2 separate regions of the Triticum aestivum genome follow, and region 1 is linked to region 2. Evidence: chromatin contacts called from public Hi-C data. All regions are on one chromosome and are shown on one strand. The core of a region is the stretch at or near the end of the contact, and the rest is flanking DNA. Distances in the headings are between cores, read along the strand shown.

What was found. A called contact is a pair of places that touch in the nucleus more often than the background predicts.
Region 1: a Hi-C map of leaf shows a contact between it and region 2, with 3 times the contacts expected there. The contact joins the enhancer-like site here to the promoter of LOC123046664 in region 2. A contact is called at or near these places in 2 of 5 Hi-C or Micro-C datasets (both in leaf).

The regions. Positions count from the first base shown.
Region 1 is chr2B:677,489,213-677,495,944 of IWGSC CS RefSeq v2.1, reverse strand. No RefSeq gene overlaps it. Among protein-coding and RNA genes, the nearest start is that of LOC123046664, 49 kb to the right of the region's middle. Within about 2 kb of position 2,119, at least 7 of the 8 cell types and tissues checked have an H3K27ac peak or open chromatin away from gene starts, as enhancers often do. A contact at or near this core is called in leaf, where this site is marked.
Region 2 is chr2B:677,439,400-677,445,972 of IWGSC CS RefSeq v2.1, reverse strand. LOC123046664 (putative ABC transporter C family member 15) reads left to right here and starts at 2,724. Exons shown (of 11, transcript XM_044470068.1): 1 at 2,724-3,054; 2 at 4,035-6,397; 3 at 6,558-6,573. The coding sequence starts at 2,724. LOC123046665 (a long non-coding RNA gene) reads right to left here and starts at 4,594. Exons shown (of 3, transcript XR_006422499.1): 1 at 4,365-4,594; 2 at 4,055-4,199; 3 at 3,050-3,216.

The sequences.
Region 1 (6,732 bases), core at 870-3,369, 51 kb before region 2:
TTCGAGCAGCTCGTGGGAAACAAAAAACTGTAAATATGTACATCGGTGAATATTAAATTCAAAAACATAGCAAAAAACATGAAACTTTTTGGCATCAAAGATGCTCAGGTACGCAAGATGCGTGCAAAAATTCGTGATCAAATGACATACGAGGAGCTCTAGCCAAAAAAAAAATAGCGAACTTTAAAAAAATTTGAGCCAAATTTTATTTTTTTGTCACGAGTTCGTACAATGCCCAAACACCACGAAAATTTGCACGCACGTTGCGCACCCAAGCCTCTTTGATGCCAAAAAAACTCATATTGTTTTGAATTTTTTTGCTATTTTGTTTTGAATTTACTGTTCACTGACGTACATATTTATAGTTTTTTGTTTGCCACGAGCTGCTCGAATGTCGGAGCACCACAAAATTTGCACGTGTCTTGCGCACCAAAGAATCTTCGATGCTATAAAATTTTATATTTTTTTATTTTGTTGCTATTTTTTTCGATTTTACTGTTCACCGATTTAGTGTTCATCCCAGACTAGAACCGCCCGAAGCGGCACGAGGGACGAAAACTATCCGGTTTTGATAGTTGAGGGACGAAAACTCTCCGGTTTAGAGTTGAGAGACGATTTCTAAACTCTCCAAAGAGTTCAAGGACGAAAAATATACTTATCCTTTAATATTTGGACGGAATTTACGGGGACATGGATTTTTTTACATAACAAAAAGTAAAACTATCCTAGTCTACACGACTTTGTTGGACATATGGATGTCCATGCTCCACATCCTTCTCTTTGTCGTCTGCCTCTGGCCGTGGGAGGCCGTCACATATTGGCTAAGGACTATTGTTAAAAACACATATTTTGCTTATTTGTGAGTTTGTAACTGACTACCATTGGCCTATGCATATATATGCTGCTGGTCCTATAACATATACTTCTTGAAAAGTACGCAACCAATTAATTCATTCAGGAAAGATTAATGGCTACAAAGGAAAGCTCTTCCTCCAGGTTATTAACAATGTAGAGTAACTTGAAACAGGAACCGAATTTATGAAAGGAAAAAAAACATGGTAGCTATCACCTGGCCAATGCAACAAAACACAAATGTGCAAACAGACCATGGATTCAGTTTATGGTTTCCTCTATCTCTTCAAATTTTCAAATCAGCAAAATAAAAAGAAAAAAAAAACTATGATCTTGGCTGATTTTGGCACTGACCGTTACCTCATGTATAATTAGGGTTGCAACATGAGTTTCATGTGTAGTAGCACTTGTGTGGTTAATTTTTTTTTGCAGTGAGTCGAAGCAAAGTGGATAAAATACATTAAAAAAAAGCTATGTGGATTAATACTGCTTTTACTTTCTAATTTATGTACGGTAAAGCAAAGATGGGATTTACATCACAAAATATGTATTTTCAGTTATGTACGCTAAAGTAAAAACATGTTTTCTTCCGACAATAATCCATATCCAATATTAATTAGATGCTCTTTGTTATTGGGGAAAAACAAAGAAAAAAAAAGAATTGCCAGATTGCCACTCTCAAGAATCGAACCCAGCACCTCTTCTAGTTTTTTTTTTTGAGAATCACACCTTCTAGCATTAAGGTTCGTTCAGAACGTATGCATGTCAAAAGAAAAAAAAGAGAACGTATGCATGTCAAAAAAAAATCATAACGTATGCCATCTAATGGGCCGTGAGTACAGATTTTATGCAGACGTCGTTTTCACGGCGAGAAGGAACGGCGCTTACTGTGCCGTGGGTCCGGACCAGAGTCCTTAATATGTATGGCGTTGCGTACAGCATTATACCACGTTCAATGCGAGCCCAGTCTCCCATCCCAACGAGAACGAGCGCGCAACGATAACATGTGCAGCGAGGACGAGCACTCCTATGGATTTTCGGTATAGGACACTCGTTTGTCACGACGTGAAGCATACTCGTACACGCAGAGAGACGCACGTGTACGTACGTACGTATCGTACGGTGCGATCTGCAGTGCAGTTATCTGTTGTCGCATGCTAGCCGGCCCATGCCTAGCTGCATAAAGTTTGGGCGGTGACACTGATGGGTGCATGCATATGCGCCGTCGCTTCGTTTGGCCAGGTCGTTGTCAGGTGAGCACTGCTACATGGACGATGGTTGGCGGCCGATTCCTGCACGACAAAATATTGCAGCCATGTATTCCTTTTGTTCAGTGGGTTGCAGCCGTCGATAATGAGTGTCGTGCATGCAGCGTCCGCCAACCATCGTGTGTACAGTATTTCCGTTGTCAGGTATATCGCGCCCACGCCGCGGGATCATCTCAGGCCAACTCAACCCCGAAACTGCTATGCAGACGACACTACACCGAGCCTAAGGCCAACTCCATTGCGCGACCCCAAACAGACATCCGCTTTGCCCGGATTCTGTCCGTTTGGATAGGGCGATGAGTCATGTCCGGGCCTGTTCTGTAATGCGGTGGTCGTGCGCCCAGCGCGCGGCCGCATCCTTTGGCCTCATCTTGTCCGCCTCCATATTAAAAAGAGAACAACATTTCAAATATCAGCGGCCCTAGTTCACGCCGGCAACAGAGCCAACGGCCTGCATGTCCTTGCCGGCAAAATGAATAGTTTTATTCGCCGGCAACACAGACAGCCTTCAAAATGAATCTGTTTCTCACCGGCACACAGCCAACGGCCTAGCAGGCGACACCCATGCCAGCCTCCAAAAAGAACGGTCACGGCCGATCGGACGACCTAGTTTAGGCCGTCGGCGCCGAACATCTCCTTCTGCCTGGCCTCAAACCAGCTCCTCGTCTTCTCGCTCACCTTGGTCAAGTCCATGCTAATGATTGCAAGGGCCACCTCCTTTACTTTGGTTGCGGCATTGGTGGCCTCGATGTCGAGCTGCCTCTGCCTGGCCTTGACATTGGTGGCCTCGATGTTGAGCTGCCTTTGCCGGGACGCCTCCTCCATGTCGATCTTCCTCTTCTTGGCCGCCTCCTCCATCTCAAGCTTCTTCCTTTGAAGCTCTAGGTATTGCTTCGTTTGCTCGTCCTTGCTTTGCCACTTCTTCTCGTCCCTCACATCCTTTTGAGACATCATGCCATGCAAAGTCTCATGCAGGGCCATGGATGAGGCATCACGTATGTCGTCCACCTTGGAGTTGTTCTTGCCCCTCGGCCTCTTCAACGCCTCGCCATCTTCACCTCCGGCGAACTTGGTCGTCTTCTTGCCTCTTTTCCTTTGAAGTTCACGGTATTGATCCATGAACTTAGGACAATTGTTGATGATCGTCCAACAATGCGTAAGGGTGAATGGCTTGTCATTACGTCGAGCCTTGAATGCTTCCAAACATTGAAATGCCTACACCACATGATCAACAAGAACCGGACATGCAAACATATACAAGGCCGAAGTCTCATGGCCGTAGCAAGGAAAGGACTAGGATGAGGAGAGCATACCATGTCCCCAACGCCGAGATCACTCACGGGTCGTGCTTCAACGCTCTCAAATGCGGCGCAATACTTGTTGCACTCTTGTTGGATGAACAACCACCTCTTTTGAATCGAGGTGATGCCACGGTTGCTTGTAATTTGGTAGGTCTCAAACATCTTCCTTTCATGGAAAGTTTTGTGGACTCTCGTCCAAAAAACTAGGCCCTTTTGTTGCGCGCCCGTCCTCGGATCTTAGCTAATCTCTATCCAACATTGGCAAATCAACTTGTCCTCCTCTTGTGTATATGAACCTGTGCGAATGCTTTTCCTCCACTTTTGTGCTTTCGCACTTCGGGTGAGCTCATCGATGAATAATGGCTCGCCACTAATATCAATGTCATTGCCTTCTTATTCATCACCATCACCTTCGCAATAGATGTCATTGTCTTCATGCCACGAGTCACCATGGTCGTAGTCAGCACGGTCGTCGGCCTCTTCATCGGCAACGTATTGGGCGCGGCCATCCTGACTTTGGGTCTCCTCGGGATCGTAGGCAGGGCCATGCCACCGTTGTAGATCACATCCTCCATGAACTGATTGTAGAAGGGGTCATCGACCGGCAGCGTTGCTGTTGGCTGAAAGTGCGTTATATCGACTAGAGAGGGGTGAATAGGCGATTTTTATGAATTCTTCACTGAGGAATTTGCTGGTGAGGAAATTCCTAAATGAAGAACTACTTGCAGCGGAATAAGTACTCAAAAGTAAACATGGTAGAACACAAGCATAGTCATCATGATGAAATGAAGACAAGCATAAAGTATAGAAAGAGTAAGCACAGGATAACACACGATGAAGACAAATAGACTAAAGAAATTGAACTGAGGAAATTGAGAAAGTCTTCAGTCAAAGTCTTCAAACAGATATGAACAAGCACTCACAACAGAATTGAGGAAATGAAAGAGTTGAGGAAATAGAACCAGTAAGCTTGGTGAAGACAAAGATTTGGTAGACCAGTTCCAACTGCTGTCTCAGTTGTACATCTGGTTGGAGCGGCTGAGTATTTAAACTCGAGGACACACAGTCCTGCACACACAGTCCTCATCATATTCTCCTTGAGCTAAAGTCACACAGACCTCACCCAATCACTCGTGGTAAGTCTTCAGGTGACTTCCGAACTTTCACAAACTCGGTCACTCGGCAATCCACAATTCCTCTTGGATGCTCTAAACCTTGACGCCTAACCGTCTGGAAGAAGCATAGTCTTCAAAGGTAACAAGCGTCGGATCCACGCAGGATCAATCTCTTCAATGATGCTCAATCACTTTGGGTTTGAAGGTGTTTGGGTTTGGGTTTTCCTCACTTGATGATTTTCGCTCAAAATCCTCGGAGGATGGGATGCTCTCAAATGACAAGTGTCAGTTTCTCTCGGAGCAGCCAACCAGCTAGTGGTTGTAGGGGGCAGCTATTTATAGCTGGGGAGCAGCCCGACATGATAAGGCATAAATGCCCTTCAATGATATGACTGTTAGGTGGGTAGATATTTTGGGACAGCTGGCGCATAGCACAACAACGGTCAAAATTTTGACTCTCAAATTCCTCAGGGCTATCATGTTCCTCACTGTGTAGGCAATCCGCACTAGCGAATTCCTAACTCCTCAGTCAGAACAAATTCCTCAGCAACCAGAAGAACTTTGTCTCTGTTATTGAAGAAATTGACTGAACTGTATGAGATTTCCAATGGCTTCACTCGAAGGGATTGGTAGGTGTAGGATATTGAGTTGAGCATCACATGGAAATTTTTCCTTAGTATTTCCTCGACCCCCTTTAACAGTACGGTGTTTCCTATGACTCAAGAAAGAGAAAATGAAACTACGAAAACAAAAGTCTTCACGCTTCATGTTCCTTGAATGATTGCCAAGTCTTCAAGGTCACACCAATTTCTTCACTTTCAAAGTCTTCATAAAGTCTTCAAAAATCCAAAGTCTTCAGTTGAAGAACTTCATTTTTGGGGGTCGACTTTCTCTGTAAATATCAAACTCCTCATAGACTTATAGACCTGTGTACACTCACAAACGCATCAGTCCCTTAACCTATAAGTCTTCAATACACCAAAATCACTAAGGGGCACTAGATGCACTTAAAATCTCCCCCTTTTTGGTGGTTGATGACAATATAGGTTAAGTTTTCAACGGGATAAACATATGAAGTGTAAATGCTGATATTGTGGAATTTGATTGCAAGATATAGAAGAACTCCCCTGAAGATGTGCATAGTGAGGAATTTGCTTTTGAAGCAATGCACACTTGAAGAGTATAATCATGGAGAACTCCCCCTATATCTTGTAATTCATACACGCATTTGACAATATAATATGAAGAATTTGAAATGCATGATGAAATATGGTGACTGATGTAATTCAGCATGCGTGCATTAACATTAATGAGGAATAAGCATGCAGAAGAACACAAGAAAAGTATCAAGCCACCATAGAGTTTAAGATTACAACTCGATCCTGCAAAGTCATCAAAAGAACGAGAGTTCTAACTTAGAAAAAACGCCCATATAAGATAGACCCGCTTGAAGACTAACTCAAACTTCTCCCCCTTTGTCATCGAATGACCAAAAGGGTTGAAGATGAGGACTAACGCCCCTAAAGAATATCATGATGATGGAGGAGTGCCAGCATTGTTGGGGTCTTGTGTCGTTGTAGGGCCTGCCGCAGTGTCGTCCAAGTCTTCATACTCGTCCATGTCGCGTGATGAAGAATATGAACTGGCGACCAAGGGAGGAACCTTGACCTTCTTGAATCTCTTCAGTGGAGGAGCAGACCAGTCAAAATCTTCCTTGAAACCCATTTGCTTCATATCTTCTTCACCATAGAGATGTGAGAGAATAACCCAGGTGCGATCAAAGACTTCATGGAGGTAGTAATGGTTTTTCTTCACTGCATTATGTGTAGACGTCATGTTGTGAAGAATAGAGCCAAACTGACGCTTAACCCATTTGTGGTTTCGATCCACCTTCTGGTGAAGACTAAGAAGCAGCTCACGGTCAGTCATCACACGAGGAGCAGTGGCTTGAGGATTTTGCTTGGATGCATTTGCAGCAGAATCATGAGTGGCAGAGTCATCATTGGTGGAATAAGATGCATCTTTGCGGAACTAACCATCCAATGGACGAATACCTTCATCGATGACAGCTGGTGCCTTGCCCTTTTCATCAGCTGAGGAATATGTCCTCTTGAGGACTTCAATAGGGGGCAAGTAGCTGCCATGGTTGAGTGTATCTGCTTTCTAGTTTAGTGAAGACCTTGTTCTGATGAATCT
Region 2 (6,573 bases), core at 1,475-3,974:
CTCAAATTTATGAATGTTTTTTAAAAATTGGCTATGTGGACATAGCGCCCGCAATATCGCCTGCTATCCGCATTCCGCTATGTGGACCCTAATCTGCAACCAGTCCGCTATCCGCTATTTAAAAGCTTGCCTCCGTCATGGCTGTGCTCACCTGTCTCCTCTTCTTACGCGCCACGCGTCCTCCTCGTCGAGGTGCATAGATGCTTGGGGGTGGAGACGCTGGATTTTTTTCCCCTGAAGCCTAAAATTTGCGCCGGCGCAACCCCAGCCGGACGGAAAAACGTCCCTGGGGCACAACGGTTGGAGATGCTCTTAGAAGCACACCCTTGCCCTTTTGACAAACGTATTTGATTGATTGCTAATGTCACAAGTACTCCGGTACTGATTCAGACGCTAATTGATTTCTAAGTATGGTTGGGATCTGCATCGTTTTGGCTAGCTTGATCTTCTAATTGCTTCGGGATTTGAAGCAGCCTTGGGCTTGCTCGAGGACTCGAAGTTTTGAGGAGATCGACCTGATGCCTAACAGCGGCCGTGAAGCTCCCGTTAAGAATTTGTGGCAGTGAGCAGCGCGCCAACGCCCAACAGGTATGGAAGCGATTCAAGATTTCAAGGAATGGTTGGATCGATCCTGACATTGGAATCTACTCGTCGGCTTGCTTTTAGAGGAACGGTTGTAAGATTTATAATAGTGAACTACCCAAAGTGCCCTCCTCCGCAAAAAAAAAAACAAAACCAAAGTGCCCCTAAATCATGAATATACTACCAGAATTCTTTTATTGCTTGATCTGGTACGTTGGATTGAAAAAATAAACGGTTCAAAATAACTTGATATGCTGTAAAAGGTCTCGAAACGAACGCGGCCGGATGATTTGAGGTCGTGCGTTGGAGTTGCCCTCGTCTCATGCCATAGTTTGCCGACAGCGGGAGTTCATTTAAATGGAAGACAAAACGACCTAATTAAGGTGCGACGTAGTAGCGGTCATGGAAGTGGGACTTTGGGGGTATGTTATGGTTGCGCCGATGGAGCTTGCGCTTGTCATCATTAACCAATGAAACGGGTTGTATTACGTACGTGCCGCGATCGGCGTCCGGCCTGGGTCGATCGGCGTCAGCGATGTCACGAGGCTGCGAGCGATCGGTCGACTGGACTGGAGCTAGCGGCTAGCGCCCACAGGACATGAAACAAGAGCTGAGCGAGCAGTGACAGCATGCATTACCGGCCGGACGTGCACTGACAATGGCGCTGCAGCGAACCGATCGGCATCACGGCTTAGGCCAAACCAGGCGCATGTGCTGGTGCATGCCGTTGCTATGCTCTCTGGCACGGCATCGACCGTCACCTTCCCTCCGCGCGCCCGCCCGTTGTGTTGCGTTCGAGCCTCGGTTTCTACTCCGATCAAGTGGTCCGCCGCTTCCAACCCTACCACTCGGCCGTGTCCCCCTTTTCGCCGTGGCTTCCTTCTGCATAGAGCAGACGTGACCATCCATCCAGCGCGAGCACGTCGGATGGCCGGCCGGTCCGTCGGCCACGCGGAATAGAAAACGACGACGACGGCGTAAAGCCTGGCCGAGCCCACGCAGCTTTGCCATGCTCGCTAGTGCGCCGTCGCCATCCTGCGTCGCATATAACCTGCCACGTAGCATTCACGTTCGTTTCCACCCGCTTGTCTGGCACGCGTAGCACCGGCGGTAAAGCCCTCCCTCGCTCGGTTCCGCTTTAAGAATCCGAGTCGACCGGTCACGGCCAAGACCTCGTCATTTACCACTTGCCGCAGCTTGGCGCGCCATACGTTTGCGTTGTTAGGTGACGGCGTGGAGCAGCATGTGGTTGGATTGAGTATATTTATAGTATTTGATGCGCAACCTTTTCTATCTGATTGGTTAATTAATTTTGAAGCCAACCCTTTCTCTGCTCAAGTTTCGTCGCACTCTCCGGCCTCTAGCTACCTCTGCACGGCGGCCATGCCATATGATGCAGGCGAGTTATAACAAAACCGGCATAGCTTTTCGCCGCGACTGCACGGCACGGCACCACGTGAGGTCCTTCTCTCCCGTGAGCACTCCAGACAAATATAAATGTACTTCCGTGCTCAGATTTTCTGGCGCCGTTGCCGTTTCGCGCGTCGATCCATAGCATATGCGGCCGTGCTGCCGGATCAAAACAAGGAGAGCAGCAGCGACGGGGAATATATAGGGGCGATTTGTGTGTCATCACTACTAATCTAAGCGCTGTCCTTGGTCTCTTGTCTTGTGTGGTTAAGGCTGTTCTGCACGTACCTGTTGCGATGGCTACGGCTGCCGTTTGATCGCGTTAACCTTGCCTAGCCGTCCAGTGCGCCGCTGCGCATTGGACGGAAAGCTAGTGATGATGTGCGCCTTCACTTGAATCACAAGGGATGGGATGGAATGGAACTACTGATAATATAACTTGTGTGAGTTGTGGAAAGGGTACCTATATCAGGCATAATATTCGCTTTACCAAACACTGATTCAAATCATCTATCACAAGGAACTCTGTTCGGTAGGAATGTACAGTGACACTATTGAGGTGTCGAAAAACGTCTTACGTTATGGGACGGAAAGAGTACAAATATACTAAAATCTGCACAATTCAGTTGAATAGCCACCGCACCCTAAGCAGTTTGCCATACCAAATTGATGATTCTCCTTACCAAGCAAGCACCAAATCGATACGACATGGACATGCATGCAGATCCACTATGCATGGTGCACCAGACCAGAGCAGCCGGGTGAAAACCGCACCGCATTTCTTTTCTGTCACGGCGAGGCGTGCTCTGCATTACACGCCAAAGCTGCGGCCATCAGGGCCAAGGGTCTCTCCGCCTCCTCCGTATATCACCGTCGCCACCTCTCCCTCCCTCCCTCCCTCCCTCGTTCCCTTCTCTCCCTCTCTCTCTCTCTCACTCGCATTTGCCACAGACCCTCACTGCGCCATGGACGAAGGAGGAGGGAGCCTGCACTCGCCTCCTCTCGCGAGGGCGCACGAGATGTTCCTCCTCCGCGCCGCGGCTTTGCTCGGCGATTCGCCAAGTAAGTCTTGATCCATTCCCCATCCCGCCTGCATGCACACGGCGGGTTCATCCATCCATGCGTCCGATTCTCCTCCTCTCCTCGAGTCCGATTGCACTGCATGGCTTTCCTCAGCCCCCGCTCCTTTGGTATTGCTTTTCTGGGCCTGCAAACCAATGGATTCTGCAAGAAATTTCGAGTCTTATTAGTAAGGGTTTGTTTGTTTGGTTTTTTGTGTTCCAACGAGGGTATAACTGCAGAAGAATGTGCATACAAACATGGCAGCATCTGTAGCCCGTAATTTAGTTAGCACCCTGTGGTTTTGTGGAATGCCTTCATTTATTTATATAACTAAGTGAGGCTCAATTTTACTTCCCGGGAAAAAAATCGCTGCATTAGTTAATTTCCTCCCTACAGAAATGTTTGGCCGGGCCAATCAACTTGTATGTTCAAAACATGCTCCTCAAAGGAAATCTTGCAAACTGGAGCGATAACAGTCAGGTCAAGGGCAATGATATATCAGCTTTCGGTTTTACTCCTAACATCTCTGCAAAAACATGATATCACTCTGACTAACAAACACTCCTATGCAACTTTCTAAAAGAAACCAAGGATGATAGTACATCTTTTCTAGACCTTTTTGCCCCTGCCACTATCAGTCTCCTTTAACATGACATTTATACTGACATTAAGGAATAAGGAATATTCATGTCAATAAGTAAGTGGAATAATAGAAGAATATACTATGTTTTTTTTAATCTTGTGGGGTTCCACTGTTGCTGGTAGAACTAGCTTGGAGAAAATTTATCAACAAATTCAGGGGATTCCAGTTTTCCTTAAAAGGATGGGATTCCAGTTTTCGTAAAAAAGAACATGTTGTTTGTTGTTTTCTTGAACATTCATGACATAACTGCAGCTACTATGTTATATTCATAATAAAAGTTGGATAACTTATTCTGTTGTCGATTCCTGACACACAAATTTGATATACAACCTTGCAGGTTCCATTGTATCACAATACCTGCGACAATGGCCAGAAGTATATTCCCCTTGTTTCTGGACTAGCACTTTTGTATTGATACAACTTGTATTTATCACGAGCATCGTGGCTCAGTATCTGTTCAAGAGAATCAGATGGTGCAGGCAGAGGTTGAAGACCACAACTCCTGAAAGCAATAAGCATTCTAATCAGGAACAACAGAATGCAGACATAAAGCTGGGCTTCTCATATCAAGCAAGCAAAGTCTGCTGCCTGCTTATATTAGCCACTCATGTCCCGAGGATATTCTTTCTGCAGTTACAAGGAAGAATAAGTGGTTGCAAGTACCCACCTTTTGTTCTGGGTGAAGGCATACAGGTGCTCTCCTGGGTAATATTGTCACTAGCAGTATTCAGTCTACAGAAGACAAAATCTGCAAAGCATCCGCTCATTATTCGGGCATGGTTGATACTTAGCTTTCTGCAATCAATAATCAGTGTGATATTTGATCTCAGGTTCAGCTTATCAGATCATGGATATATGGGGTTTGCAGAACTGATTGACCTGTTCACACTTGTTATCTGCACTTACCTGTTTGCAGTTTCTGTCAGAGGAAAAACAGGAATCACCTCAATAAACAGCGGCATAACAGAGCCACTGTTGAGTCCATCTGCAGGGCAGCAGGCAGAAACTAAAAGGACATGTCTGTATGGCAGGGCAAGCGTTCTGGACCTCGTCACGTTCTCCTGGATGGGTCCTCTATTTGCTACCGGATATAAGAAACCTCTAGATAAGAATGATGTGCCAGATATTGATGAAAGGGACTATGCCGATTTGCTCTCTCATTCATTTAAGAGGATCCTAGCAGATGTTGAACGCAGGCATGGTTTGAGTACTTTATCAATCTATAGAGCAATGTTCCTATTTATTAGAAGAAAAGCAATAATTAATGCAGTATTTGCAATTCTGTGTGCATGTGCATCCTATGTTGGACCATCACTGATTAATGACTTGGTGAGATTCCTCGGGGGAGAGAGGAAGTATGGACTGAAAAAAGGTTATATTCTTGCTGCTGCATTTTTAAGTGCCAAAGTTGTGGAGACAGTAGCTCAGAGGCAGTGGATTTTTGGTGCTCGACGGCTCGGGATGCGGCTACGAGCTGCTTTGATATCCCACATCTATCAAAAGGGGCTCCGGTTATCCTGCAGTGCAAGGCAGAAGCATACCAGTGGAGAGATCATAAACTACATGAGTGTAGATATACAGAGGATAACCGATGTTATATGGTACACAAACTACATTTGGATGTTACCCATACAGCTTTCTCTAGCAGTCTATGTTCTCTATCTAAACCTAGGGGCTGGAGCATGGGCTGGTTTAGCAGCAACACTGGCAATAATGGCTTGCAATATTCCTCTGACCAGACTGCAGAAAAGGTTGCAATCAGAGATCATGGCTGCTAAAGACAACAGAATGAAGGCAACAACGGAAGTACTTAGAAGCATGAAAATACTGAAACTTCAAGCATGGGATACAGAGTACCTTCAAAAGCTAGAAGCTTTGCGAAGGGAGGAGCACAATTGGTTGTGGAAATCTGTGAGGTTGACAGCTTTCACAACATTCATATTTTGGGGGTCCCCTGCATTCATATCCTCCATAACATTCGGTACATGTATATTGATGGGGATTCCTCTAACAGCTGGTACTGTTCTGTCTGCTCTTGCAACGTTCCGGATGCTACAAGATCCAATCTTCACACTTCCCGATTTACTTTCGGTGTTTGCCCAGGGAAAAGTTTCAGCTGATCGAGTAGCACAATACCTCCAGGAAGAAGAATTGAAAGACGACGCAATTACAGAAGTACCAAGGCGTGACACAGACTATGATGTGGAGATTGATCATGGAGCATTCAGTTGGGAACTTGAAACCACATCTCCAACTATAACAGATGTAAATTTAAAAGTAAAGAGAGGGATGAAAGTAGCAATCTGTGGAATGGTCGGCTCTGGGAAATCCAGTCTACTATCATGCATACTTGGGGAGATGCCTAAGCTAGCCGGGGCTGTGAGGGTCAGTGGGAGCAGAGCATATGTTCCTCAGACTGCCTGGATCCTGTCTGGGAACATCAGAGACAACATTCTATTTGGAAACCCATATGACAAGGAAAAATACCAAAAGATAATACAAGCTTGTGCATTGACTAAAGATCTTGAGCTATTTGCAAATGGTGACTTGACAGAGATTGGAGAAAGAGGAATTAACATGAGTGGTGGACAGAAGCAGCGGATTCAGATTGCAAGGTCAGTGTACGAGGATGCAGATATATACCTCTTTGATGACCCCTTCAGTGCAGTAGATGCTCACACTGGGGCCCAACTTTTCAAGGTTTGTTTATTTAGTGTTCATAAACCCATAAACGTGTTTAGAATTTAGTCGCATATGATTCGAACATGATAAATATCACTACTTTTCCTTAATATTCAACGGTTTAGAGACATCAGTCTGCATAAATGCTAACAGAATGAACTACTATATTATTATACAGGATTGCCTGATGGGGA